Linked DNA regions of Bombyx mori: region 2 is linked to region 1. Evidence: chromatin contacts called from public Hi-C data. All regions are on one chromosome and are shown on one strand. Each heading gives the region's core, a stretch centred on a gene start, on an enhancer-like site or on the middle of the called end of the contact. The rest is flanking DNA. Distances are from core to core; before and after follow the strand shown.

Evidence for each region. A called contact is a pair of places that touch in the nucleus more often than the background predicts.
Region 2: a contact with region 1 is called in a Hi-C map of posterior silk gland, with 2.2 times the contacts expected there. The contact joins the enhancer-like site here to the promoter of SGF3 in region 1. A contact is called at or near these places in 5 of 7 Hi-C or Micro-C datasets (middle silk gland, posterior silk gland and whole pupa).

The regions. Positions count from the first base shown.
Region 1 is chr22:17,579,823-17,586,601 of ASM3026992v2, forward strand. SGF3 (POU domain protein) reads left to right here and starts at 2,912. Exons shown (of 1, transcript NM_001043991.2): 1 at 2,912-3,970. The coding sequence starts at 2,912. The coding sequence ends at 3,970.
Region 2 is chr22:18,010,460-18,017,238 of ASM3026992v2, forward strand. No RefSeq gene overlaps it. Among protein-coding and RNA genes, the nearest start is that of TRNAM-CAU, 58 kb to the left of the region's middle. Within about 2 kb of position 4,147, at least 7 of the 8 cell types and tissues checked have open chromatin away from gene starts, as enhancers often do.

The DNA of each region.
Region 1 (6,779 bases), core at 1,662-4,161:
TTATCATTATGATGCGAATAGCAAGAGTGATTGTACACGAAGTAGTAAAAGTGTTCTTATTAATATTAAATACAGGTTTTGCCGTCGCTTTAGTTAAATATTTTGTTTTGGTGCTCGTATAGTGGCGAGGTGAAGTTGCTAATGAAATTGAAACTGGAAGAATCTTGTGTTAGTTACATAATAATGGCTACTACAATAATTATATTATGTATTTTAATTATTTACTTTCCTAAATAAGAGTTTAGGATCTTAATTTAGTTTACTTCATTGAAACTTTCAAATTTATGTCTGTTGTTTTTTTCTCAATTTATTTCTTTATTTATTAAAAGGAGGACCAACAGCTTAAGTTAACATAATAGAACAAAATAACAACAAATAGAAACAGAAAGTCAATTAAAGGTTCTTACCAATAAGAACGTGTTAAATTACTAGGGAAACAAAAAAAAAGGAAACAAGAATTAATACAAATAAAATAGTAGTAAAAAGCTCTTCCCTAAGCCAAACTAAATTAAATATACACTTATCTATGAATGTTACAAGTTATCTAAACCTTTTATTGAGCAATTCTTATTTCTACTAATTCCATATTTTTTTTGCAAAAAAAATCAGTGTGCATATATAATTGATTTCGTAATATAGGTAACGGCTTGACTGTGGCGTTGTTGATGCCCACGGACGCCAGTTATCATTTTCTATATTATTATGTATCCTCATCTTCCTACGTTATTACTTTACGAATCATGTGGCTCCCTTTCTAATCGTCTGTATGTAAATACTAGATGTAAATTATTTTACTGGTGGTAGGACTTCTTGTGAGTCCGCGCGGGTAGGTATCACCACCCTACCTATTTCTGCCGTGAAGCAATAATGCGTTTCGGTTTGAAGGGTGGGGCAGCCGTTGTAACTATACTTGAGACCTTAGAACTTATATCTCAAGGTGGGTGGCGCACTTACGTCGTAGATGTCTATGGGCTCCAGTAACCACTTAACGCCAGGTGGGCTGTGAGCTCGTCCATCCATCTACGCAATAAAAAAATAATCAAAAAAACCGTAAATTTATTGTTTCCTTTTAAAAAGTAAATTTGAAGTTAGCTTATAAAGTTTCACAGATTCGATTTGCGGAAAGAACATAATGGATCCTGTTGTAGAGATTCAAATGCCAAATGAAAATTGAATCGGCATCTAGAATGGTACTTTTACACATACCCATAACTACTGTTGTTAATAATGGATTTTTTTATTAAGTAAAACCTATTCAATTATTAAAAGAACTAATAGATAAAACCATCGATATATTACCACATCGATGGATAAAACGCTCGAGTGCTAAATCTAGAAAGAACTAAAAAAGTTTTTTCAATTTGATGACACGACACAATAACCACTTAACACAAAGTGCACAGTGAGCTTGACTACCCAGTTTAAGCGTGAAAGGTAATAATAATTTAGGTTTAAAACACATAAATAGTTTCAAACATTTTAATAAGGCATTTTAAATCAGCGTTGAACTAATTTATTACTCCAATTTGATGTTAACATTATTTGTACCTAAATATATTGATCTCGACGGTCTGGTATTCGAAAATGACTTCGACCAGTAAGAGAATAAGGTCCAAGTCGCGATCAGAGCGTTCCGTGCCAAATTCCCGACCGGAATGCGTCTAGTTGAATTAATATAGAAACCACAAAAGCGCACATACAGACAACAACTATGTTGAAAATTTTAAATCGATATTGTGCCACAGCTTAAATGCCGCTTTCACAAATCATATCTTTATATGTATATAACGTTTTTAAATCATGATATTTCAATTATAATGTGAAGAAACGACATTAGCAGAGAGCTGTTTAACTTGCTCTGGGTAACTAGTAGCTTGTATTCTTATCAATTTTTGTTTCAAATTCGAGAGCTTCAGAATTAAACAATTGTAGGAGGAATTATTTATGTCTACTGCATTACACTTGTAAATCTTTCTAATTGAACGCTCGCTCAGTTTTGTAACGATGTCAAGTCGTTGTTACTTAGTAGAAGATTTTTTAGTTTACTAAGAGTAGATTTGGTAGGTAGGTACAACATCTCTGTGCCAGAACGGTGGACTTCTTTCTCAGTTATCGTCTGTATCCCTAGAATGTCTAAAACCTAATGTAATATCTGCTGAAGTAGGAAATTCCACTTAATTTGTGGTGAAAATTAAAAATATATGTATCAGAAAGCCATTCCATGTGCTTAATGACGTTACGTGTAGATTAAAAATAGTCTAAGACGTTAAAGTGTTTGTAAAAATGCTCTAATAATTAGTGCGTTTAATTTTAATTAAATAAAAAAGAGAGTCTTAGATCGTGTTCGATTTGTTTATTAAATTGGGGCCGTGACGTTAGCGGAACGCGGTCGTAAGCAGTATAATATTTAAAACGAGTGTAAGTACAGTAAAAGTCGACAAGTCAGTTATATTCGTCTATATGACAAGGAATTGTACTGGGAAGCGCGCCGTCGGTCCTCGGCGGAGCGTCAGGTGCGGGTCGGCGAGTGCGGCGAGTGCGGCGAGTGCGGCGGGCACGGACGCGAGACGTACAGACGCGAGAGTTTTCCAGTGCGGGGCGCGAGGGGGCCGAGGGGCGGGGCAACAATTACACCGTCATTAGCGGGCGGCCGCGCTGGGCGGGGCCGGCCCTGAGAGCGGCGGTCGGCGGGCGCGCGCAGCCGCCGAGCCCCGCAGTTCGCTCCGTGCTGCCGTAGCGCACGCACGCGCATGTCGCTCGCTGTCGAATCCGGTGATGTGAGGTGGCCCCCGCCGCTACCGCAGCGCAGCGCGACCCCCGCGCAGTTTTCGCGAAAGAATAAGCCAGTTGAAGGCTCGAGAGCCTTCGAGCCGGCAAGACGCCGTCCACCGTGGATCTGAGATACGGCGCCATGGCGGCGACCACGTACATGCCCGCCGAGATGGAGCTCGGCAACATCGGCGGGTACCACGCGGCGTCGCCGCGTAGTGCTGAGCCTGCCGACATGAAGTACCAGCATCCGTTGCACTCGGGCGGGTCGCCGTCCCCGGGGGCGCCCGTGATAGGGAACCCTTGGACGTCACTGCCACCCGCCGACCCCTGGGCGATGCACCAGCATCACGCACACGCACATCAACCAGACGTGAAGCCTCCCCCGGCTCCTCACGACCACCGCCACTTGCAGCATGCGGCCCACGGCTGGCACGCGCCCGTCGTCAGCCCGCATTACGGTGCGGGCTCGCCCGTCACACTGCATGGAGGATACCCAATGCCCGTGCACCAACACCATATGCTCAGAGACATCCAGCCCTCGCCGCATCCGCTGCATCATCACGCCATGGAGCGGGATCAGCCCGAGGAGGACACCCCCACGAGCGACGACCTCGAAGCATTCGCCAAACAGTTCAAGCAGCGCCGCATCAAGCTCGGTTTCACGCAGGCGGACGTCGGGCTCGCGCTCGGCACGCTCTACGGGAATGTGTTTTCACAGACGACTATCTGTCGTTTCGAAGCGTTACAGCTCAGTTTTAAAAATATGTGTAAATTAAAGCCGCTGCTGCAGAAGTGGCTCGAGGAGGCGGACTCGACGACGGGCAGCCCGACCAGCATCGACAAAATAGCGGCGCAGGGTCGGAAGAGGAAGAAGCGCACCTCTATAGAGGTTTCGGTGAAAGGTGCGCTAGAGCAACACTTCCACAAGCAGCCGAAACCGTCCGCTCAAGAAATCACGTCGTTAGCGGACAGCCTGCAGCTGGAGAAAGAGGTGGTGCGCGTGTGGTTCTGCAACAGGAGACAGAAAGAGAAGAGGATGACGCCACCGAACACGCTCGGCGGCGAGATGATGGAGGGCATGGGGCACGCACACTACGGACACGGAGACGTGCACGGGTCCCCGCTGCAGCACTCCCCGCCGGGCCTGTCCCCGCAGCACGGGCTGCCGCAGGGCGCCCACACACTGGCAGCGCACTAACAGTTCGCCCCGTGGGCGCCGCCGCGGCCCTACTATGCGGAGCCGCACTAGCGCGCCCGCCCGCGGGATACTCTCTGTACATACGCGCCGCCGGCCGGGACGTGCCCGCGGCGCAGTGACCGGACGGGCCGCCGACTTTGTAAATAGTCCGTGCGGCGAGCCCCGTCCTGTGGACTTTCGAACGCTAAGTTTAAGTTGTTCTTTATAATTTCAGTGAAGTCATTGATTAAATATGTGAGTAATGTTAAGATCGAAGCCAGTAATCGTTTGTAACCTCGGAGCCGCAGTGATCGCCGACGACGTTTAGCTAGATAGTCTAATTGATAAATAAGAGCTTAAATCGGAGGTGGATCCCGGCGCCGCTCACGCACCCTCGCCGCGCGCGCCCTCGCTCCACATCGTCGTGCGGTAAGTACGACGACACACAACACGTACACTATCGACACCGAGCCGGACGCGAGCCGGACGCGAGCCGGACGCGAACCGGACGCGAACCGGACGCGAGCCGGACGCGACCGGCGAGGAGTGCGGAGCGCCAAACAGTTTTGTAAAGGACGATTTCATCGAATTTATTTATAGATATTATAAATGAACGATGTTCATGCGAGCCTACCTGCCGTAGGGAGTCATTGTGGTGTGGATTAAATTTAAATTGTTGCTACTGTAAATTTACGATTAGAGACGAGAGTAAAAAATACGAATCGGGTCGAAGCTACGTTTTGTAAGGGAATACGAGTGAGTGAATAGGTGCAATTTTTATTTTAAGTGTTTATCGAATCTATGTGAGCGTAGAAGTCGCGTCTCGCGGGCGCGGTGCGTGCTGTTAGTGTTGTCCGCCACGCGTCCGTCCGCGCGTGCTCACCCGCGCTCACCGGCGCTCACCCGTGCTCAGACCAACCTACGTCCCACGCATAATTTATTTAAAACATTATATTCAAAAGATGCAGACACGATGCCAAAATGGTTTTATTCCTGTTTTTTACTTGTTTTGTTGTTTTTCTTTTTTAATAATTTTTTCGTTTGTATGTATTTGTGGCCAATCTTGGTACTTAATTTGTAAAAATAGGTATTTTTTCTATATAAAATAATGTACCTACAACGTATATAATGATATATATTAAAAAAGTTCTTTATAGAAATTCAAACATGGAAAATGACTTTTATTGAGATACGACAACCTTTGTTTCGCTTTATTTTATTTAAAAAAATCACGTGTTGGTGTTTTTGATTGTTTGTTAGAGAAGCAGAGTAAATCGTAAACTTATAATTACGGATTCTTATTAATATTATAATTTTGACGAACACGAATGCTAAGTGTCGTTGTTTAATCTTGTTTTTGATTATTATTAAATGACAAAGGTAAATAGTGTAAATATAATGGATAAAAGGGAGTTAGGTGTGCGAATTAGAAATACAACTTAGCCGTATTAATATTTTATATTATCGTCTAAGTATTTAAATAAAACAGAGTAAATATTTTAAAAAATATATCTCGAGTATTTATTCGTTTAACCTGATCACTGGGTCACTAACCATTTCGAGAACACAAAAAGATCAAATCTCTTTGATAGTTTTTGTATATTTTTTTTTTATTTCAAATTCGACGCAGGTAGGTAACCCTGCGATACAGAGACCCACTTCTTCTAATAAAAAAAATCGATCAACAACGCTATGACACACAGACACATTTATAAAAAATCGAAATACGCATTTTTATATACGTATGTACCTAAAATATCTTTTTTCGATAGTGAATTCACTGAGACACAATTTTTTGAATCTGCTTTATATTTTTTGTTGTTGTTGTTGCGGAAATCAAAACGTGAAATTGTGAAACGTGTTGGTGAAATTTTAAACGTTTAGTGGTTCATTTAGTTCTGATCGCGTTGTCGCTCAAACAATCTAATATAAGATAAGTTTATGTTCACGCCTAACCTTCCATGTAGGGTAGGTGCGGACGTTTATCACGAACCAAAATCATCACGTAGGGACAGCAGATAACGGCAGCGTGATTCGAACAAAGAATAAAATTAAAATTCATTATATAAATAATAATATGAAATTCGTAAATCCTACCTTAACCCTTCATTTTTCGGTGATTAATTTCAGAATAACGTGTATTAAATCTATACATTAATACGTGAAGCAAAAACTTTGTATCCCTTTTTACGAAAATTGCGCGGACGGAGGAGTATGAAATTTTCCACACTTATAGAGAAATATAGAGAAGAAGTGCACAATGCTAATTTTTTTTTTAAATAATTCATAAAATATACATTAAATCAATAAAGAAAACATTACACACACTACATACCATGTATTTGACGCACACACGCATGCATACTATTTATTGTCAAACTTTTGTTCTTGACGTCTGTTGTCAAATTGAGAATAGAATATGGTTTGTCTTGGTTAATATTTTTTATAGTATAGTCTTGGCGAAATTTGTGATTATAGAAGTATAAAATCACAATAGTGTACAAACTTACAATTCCAATTAATTATAGTCGAATTTCGACTACTGCGGGACCTCTAGTGTTTTTAAAACCTTATCAGAGTGTTGCTAGAGCTTGCGCTGTAGCGCGCTAATGACTCATTCGCGCTGGTTCATTTTAATCATACCAGTGAAATAAGATTATTTATGAGTTACTCATGATTTAATCATTTGAATTTATAATTTACGGAATTTCGTTGTTTATTTTGTAAAGGCCCGGAGTACTCGAGTTTGTTTGTAAACAAAACTCGTATCGACCGTTATGTTACGTTATGGTTATATTATTCGACATGGTAATGTAAGGGGTCATTAATC
Region 2 (6,779 bases), core at 2,897-5,396, 430 kb after region 1:
TGTTTTCACGTATTGGTGTTAATAAGTTCCTTTTTATAGCTGTCACTTCGAAAGTCGCCATTAAACAAATACACTTTTTTATTGGTCACTGGCACTCATGCATGTCATTTATATTAGGGTCATAGCCAAGCTGATGCCTACTGCCAAGTTCTTGGTCTCAGTATACATAAAATAAGAGCAAATTGATGGTGGTTGACAGATTTGATATAACACAGTTTACTGGCTAGTAGACGAGTGTGCGACAATTCATGAATTTCAATATCTTAGCTTAGTGATCGGCAACAGAGGAGGACGTGAATAAGAAATTCGGTGATGCATTGAAATGGACAAGACCGTCACGACTAAATTTGCCTAGATATAGAAAGACCACAACATTCAAAGAAACCCTAGAATTCACATAATCCGTACATTAGTCTTCATTAGTCTAGATATAGAAAGACCACAACATTCAAAGAAACCCTAGAATTCACATAATCCGTACATTAGTCTTCCCCATAATATTGTAAGGTGTCCTAAGGCTTGACTCCTAAGACTTGACACAAACGGCTAGACGCGGCTTGAAACAAATAGACGGCTTGGAGACGTGGTGCTGGTGAAAAATGCTCTGCATTCCCTGAACGGGTCGACGTACTAATTAATGTCTTCATTTGGAAACAACTCAAGATCGCAAATCACCAACCCTTCTCTACAATCTGACTCTACAGGGCACTAGGGTACTTCAGTCACATGACGCGACGAAATATAAATGATCTTGAAAAGGGCTTACTGGAAACGAAAAAGGTAAAAGCCCTCGGAGAAGAAGTTAGTCAGACCAAATGGCCGAAGAACTCAAAATACCAATGTCTCAGGCTTTCCATCAGGCACGATGGAGAGCGAAGATACATAGAAGTAGGGGAGATTACTGCAGCGTTTCGGTCAAAGCCACGATACTCAACAGTGAGGGAAAACTTCGAGAAGGCGGTACGACATTAAAACCCTCTTGTCGTGGCCGCTGAAAACTACATACCCGATCCTGTAGACCGAATGGTCAACAGTCGACGTCGCCCAAAGCACGTCATTACGGATCCTCCCGTTCCATTAACGGTTCTTTTAGGCACCACAAGCACCGGTCACCGTCCTCGTCGAACCCGTCGCTTACGACAAAGGGCTTGATTAACGAATTAACCCATAGACAAAGCCCACTGAGTTTCTCGCCGGATCTTCTCAGTGGGTCGCGTTTCCGATCCGGTGGTAGATTCTGCGAAGCACTGATCTTGCTAGGGTCAGTGTTAGCAACACTCTGGTTTGAGCCTCGTGAGCTCACCTACACACATTAGGGTGAAGCTGAAATAGTCTCTCAAGGCCATCAGCATAGGTAGGAAAAAAAAGGGGAGGGAAGGACTTGAGGAGGAGGAACGATAATGTTAACAATATGTATTTAATTTAGTTGCGTATATATTTGAACTATGGTCCATGTAGTGTTAAGTACCCCTACTATGTTCCTACTTAACCCTCTAACTCCAAACTGACCAGTTCTTATCTGAAGCATGACTGTGTAACGCGGTGCAAGCAAGCACGGGTCGTTACTACCTCCATATCATCCGTGAAATTTCTTCCTAATTAATACAGCTTTTGTATCAATACTATCGAGATCTATAGTTTATGATCTAAGGTGAGCTATAACATCATCTGTATATTTATTAATTATATAACATTTAAAATTGATTAAAGTCATGTTCATTTTCATCAAATTCGGGGATAGACAGATAGATTTGTTAGGGTGAGCGCTCGAGGGCCCCTCTTAAACATACTTCTAGGTCAAATGTCTTGGAGACTAAACATTGCTCCACACTCTGTGGTACGATGAAGGGAAATTTGTTTATTTAAGGATAATTTATTTAGGAAGAATTCTAAGTACTTCATCTTTAGTATAATTCTCAGATAAATATGTTTTACAATCATTAAAATAAAGTTATGTTACATCATCCTCGCTTCATTTAACAGTTAATATTTGGTTGAATTTATTTTACTTAAGAAGATCTCAGCGCTCCTGATTCGCAGGATTGGAAATAAAAGGACGCTTATGTAGGTAGTTGAGATTCTTTACTACGAATTACTGCTGTAGATGCTGAATATATATATTTTTTTAATTGCTTAGATGGGTGGACGAGCTCACAGCCCACCTGATGTTCAGTGGTTACTGGAGCCCATAGACATCTACAACGTAAATGCGCCATCCATCCTGAGATATCAGTTCTAAGGTCTCAAGTATAGTTTCAACAGCTGCCCTACCCTTCAAGCCGAAACGCATTACTGTTTCACGGCAGAAATAGGCAGGGTGGTGGTACCCACCCGCGCGGACTCACAAGAGGTCCTATCACCAGTAAAACGAGTATGTTACATGAGTAGACAAGGACGTAATACCTGTTTCTTCTGATTTGAAGTCTGGCAAATATTGTTGTGTAAGATCTGTCCTCACCCCATATACAGGAACTGATGAGTACGTGTCTGTTCGATGCTGCGCCAGGTTGAACTTGAAAATTATATGATTATTATGAGTCTTACTTCATACAACACAACACACAAAGTTTCCTCGAAAAACGCAGTCAACAAAAGGCTCTAAATCTTAAAAGGGCGACGACACCGTGCCGAACCGCGCGTTCAAATGTATTCAAATATATGCGCGATTAATTCAGGCTGCATAGCCAGCGGGACGGTGTTAGTAGTGGCTGCTGTTCTCACTTTCTACGTCGGATCGATGAGGCCGTGACCTTCCCGATGCTTATTTGGCTCCTGCATTGATTTTTTAAGGCTTTTTTGGGCTTTTTGCCCCAAATAACTGCGTCCGGACGCAGCATGATAATTTTCATTTAAGTCTCCGAGCTAACATGGCCGCCGGTTTGTGCTAAAGGACTTTGTGTATGAAGACCAAGAGCTGCATTAGAGTCAGAGTTTTATTAGATATCAGTTCATATCTTATTGATTAAGACAAGATAAATGTTTTATTTAAAACAAATTAAACCACCTTAAACCATATGTTTAATAGGAAATTTTTAAAAATGTGCAAATACCACAAAACAAATTCATGCAAAAAGAGTCAAGCTTATATTTTGAAGCGCACTTCCAATAGAGCCTGATACATTCGCTCATAAATATAAGAGGTTAAGTTTGATCGCAATTAAATAAGTGTAATTCTTTTATTTGGTTTTTCCACTAATTAATTTTCATAAAGACGTTTTTCGATGTAGACACGTCACACATCAGTATGTAAAATTCTTAACCGATTTGACCATAAACCACTAAGCACAATTCAATTTTAATTCAAACTATGCAAAGTATACTAAAATCGACTATTAAAAATAGTATAAAAATCAATCATTATAGATTTCTTTTTTTACGATTTCAAGCTGTCCCTCGAGCTTAGCACAAAGGGCCTCTACGGCCTATCGACGCCCTTTAAGAACGCTTTACAGCCGAAGCTTTCTGAAGAAAATCGCATTGTAAAACTCTAGTCTCCGAGGAGTTTTCCTACGTACATATTACGGCTGGGCGTAGCGATTGGCGTGTGTGCGTGTGACACCAACACGTGTCTCTGTTGCTGTGTGCGTAGCTCTATACACACACACTGTATAGTCTATACGCTGTGGATGGCTGAGCGTCTGTGACGTCATCCATTGTTTTCGGTTTGAATTTTTTTCGGTGATTTAATTTTACATGCAATTTTGAAATATAACAAGTGAAGAGAACTTTTTACCACATTTTTCATAGCTGTTCGTGAACACATATTGTATTTGAAACGGTGAAGAAGATCTAATGTATAAATGAACGCAAGATCGAACGCGCCATTAGACTACATAATAAACTGTAAAAAAGTCACAAATATCTTAACGTCTACTCTACTTACTAGTCTTAGCGATAAGACAGCCAATTATACTTTTTTTGTATTTAATGTATCGTATTGTTTTTTTTTTGGTGTACAATAAAGAACACTCTCTCTCTCTCTCTCTCTATCTCTAATATCTACAACTCATAACCTCAGCAAGTGTTTCAATTTCTAAGAAAATAAAGCCGTCCCAACTAAAAACCCGCACCAGGTAACAGGGTATGGACTATAAGCACGATTACGCACACACGGACCGTTACGTGCGGTTGTCTTGACAACGGGACGCATGCGCGGCGCCGCCCAACGCCCCCCACCACCCCCCACGTACCAAACCAAAGTTATTCACTACTATTGGTCTAACTTGCACAGAGCGAACGTTATCATGATAGTAATGCGTACCGATTTGAAGTACACTATTGTTTTATGAACATAATTCGGATTGTAATTTTCAATGGCAGCTTATTTTACGAGGCGTCGAGAAAAATATGACGTGTAACGTGCATCATGGCGTCCTATTTTACTTATTTAACAGTTAATGTAATAATTAACAGAAGAATTTTGAACATATACCAGGATCATGAAATTTTTCTTTTAAAACTGTAACGTGAGACGTATCCGCGAATACTTACAATCGACAGTTAATTAGTCTTGTCAATAACTTAGTCAATGTGAATGGTAACTACTGTCCTAACTAGTTTTGCGAGTTTGCAATTCCAAAAAAAACATTCGTGATGATATTGACTTTTAAGTTGTTTACTTCCAATATTCTTCCTTAATTTAAATTTATAACTTGACTGATAAATGACGTTTTAATTAGCACCGCTTATGCTCATTTGCCGAAGCGTTTGACGGAGTGCGATCAGGTTTCTCGTTAATCATATAATTGCTTCACTAGCCACAGGTAGCGCTGTAAAATATTTAACCAGCTCGATAAAGTTTTCAACTTAATTTATTCAAAAAGAAAAATGTTGATTCACTTAAAAATTTAGCGTCAATCTTAATTACCGCCAGTGCATTGCTGGAGTTCGTTGACCTGCACTCCTGTGATTGAAGCTGATGTTCTAAAATTATGAAATCTCCATCGTATAGGTAATTATATTGAAAGGACGGCGTCGCGTGGCAGCTCGTGCGAGAAGGATGGCGCGCAAGCACACACACAGACGCGAGGGAAAACTCGCACAAAGACGAGTCAATTTCCACGGCGTCGCACACAAGCTGTGTGTTCGTGAATGTGTGTGTGCATTTTGTAGTATTTTGAAGTTGTTAACACAGGTTTCTTTAAGACATTTGACGCACTTTGAGATATTAGTACGTTGAGTTTAATTTGATCCGGCTTTAGGCTAGAATAGCAGTTGTTCATATCTAAGGCAGTTATGTGTGAGTCAGATCGTTAGGGGTGGTAAAACGAAATATTATTTTAAACGAAGGCAGCAGGCTGGTATTGATGAAGTCCATGAACGACGGTAACCACTCATCATCAGGTGGGCCGTATACCCGTCTACCTATAAGGACAATAAAAAAAACTGTGCTTATAGAAAGGTTAAATTCCGATTTAATTATTCAAATACAGAATTTGTAGTTTTGTACTATTTTCCAAGTGGGACAATAATTTAGAGTCATTGTCAGTAGGCGATGATGATTTCAACACCAAAGATATCTTGGGTAAAGTATTTCCTTGATAAGGTGATTGTGGTAACATCGCTCTCATTGCTTTTCATTGCATTATACAACTTATATATTATAACTGTTCCCTCAATAAATACTAAATAAATTACTAAAATGGTATCTTCAATCTTCCAAATTGTTTTATGACGTGGTACGATTTATGACGGTTTTATGATTCTATTCGGATTTAAGAAACCATCTTGCACTTTGTGTAACTTTCATGGAATATAAAAAAATATTATATCAATTAATAACGTTATAAAAAATAAGAAACAGATTTTACAACGCTTAGCGCCATCTATTATCGAATAGCAGAACTACAAACAGTGCGGTACATTTATTTCGTTGTTGAAAATGCTAATTCAAAATAACGGGCTAAAAAATATATACACACACACAAACTTAATTAAGCATAACTTACGTAACACAATGTGTGTTAAAGTCCGTACGTATTAGCGAAGGAAATGAATTCAGATGACCTTGCTTCATTAAAAGTTTATAAATTAAACATGAGTCCGAGTTGAGGCGCTCAAATCGGTATTTTTTGTTTCCACAGAGCGCGCCCGCCCGATACCGGTACATATGACCAATACACTTTATTATTATATATACGGATTATATTAATACATTGTCACACAAATATTATTACGATCATTATGAGATTATCGTTAAAAAACCAAATGCTGTGAGCAATGAAATCTGTTCAAATTATTGAACTTTTTTAAAAGTTCTTTATACTAATCTGTTACTGGTGGCAGGACCTCTTGTGAGTCTGCGCGGGTAGGTATCACCACCCCACCTATTTCTGCCGTGAAGCAGTAATGCGTTTCGGTTTGAAGGGTGGTGCAGCCGTTGTAACTATACTTGAGACCTTAGAACTGATATCTCAAGGTGGGTGGCGCATTTACGTCGTATATATCTATGGGCTCCTGTAACCACTCTTAGCACCAGGTGGGCTGTAAGCTCGACCACCCAACTAAGCAATAAAAAAAAATAGCTTCCTATATCGGAGATCTGAATTTCTATCAAAATGTCCCCTTTTAACGTTCCGAGGCCTCTCTTATGAACATAAATAGGCTATGTGCATTTACATATTCCACGTCGCGGCGTTCGTCGACCCGTGAAATAAACAGAAATGACCGCTTACAGACACCTGGGGTCATGCGTGAGTGACTTGTCGTTGTTCGCGCTAGAGGGGTACAATACATACTGTGTACAGGCTCTGTGTGTACTGGTTTAGCGCGTGAGCTAT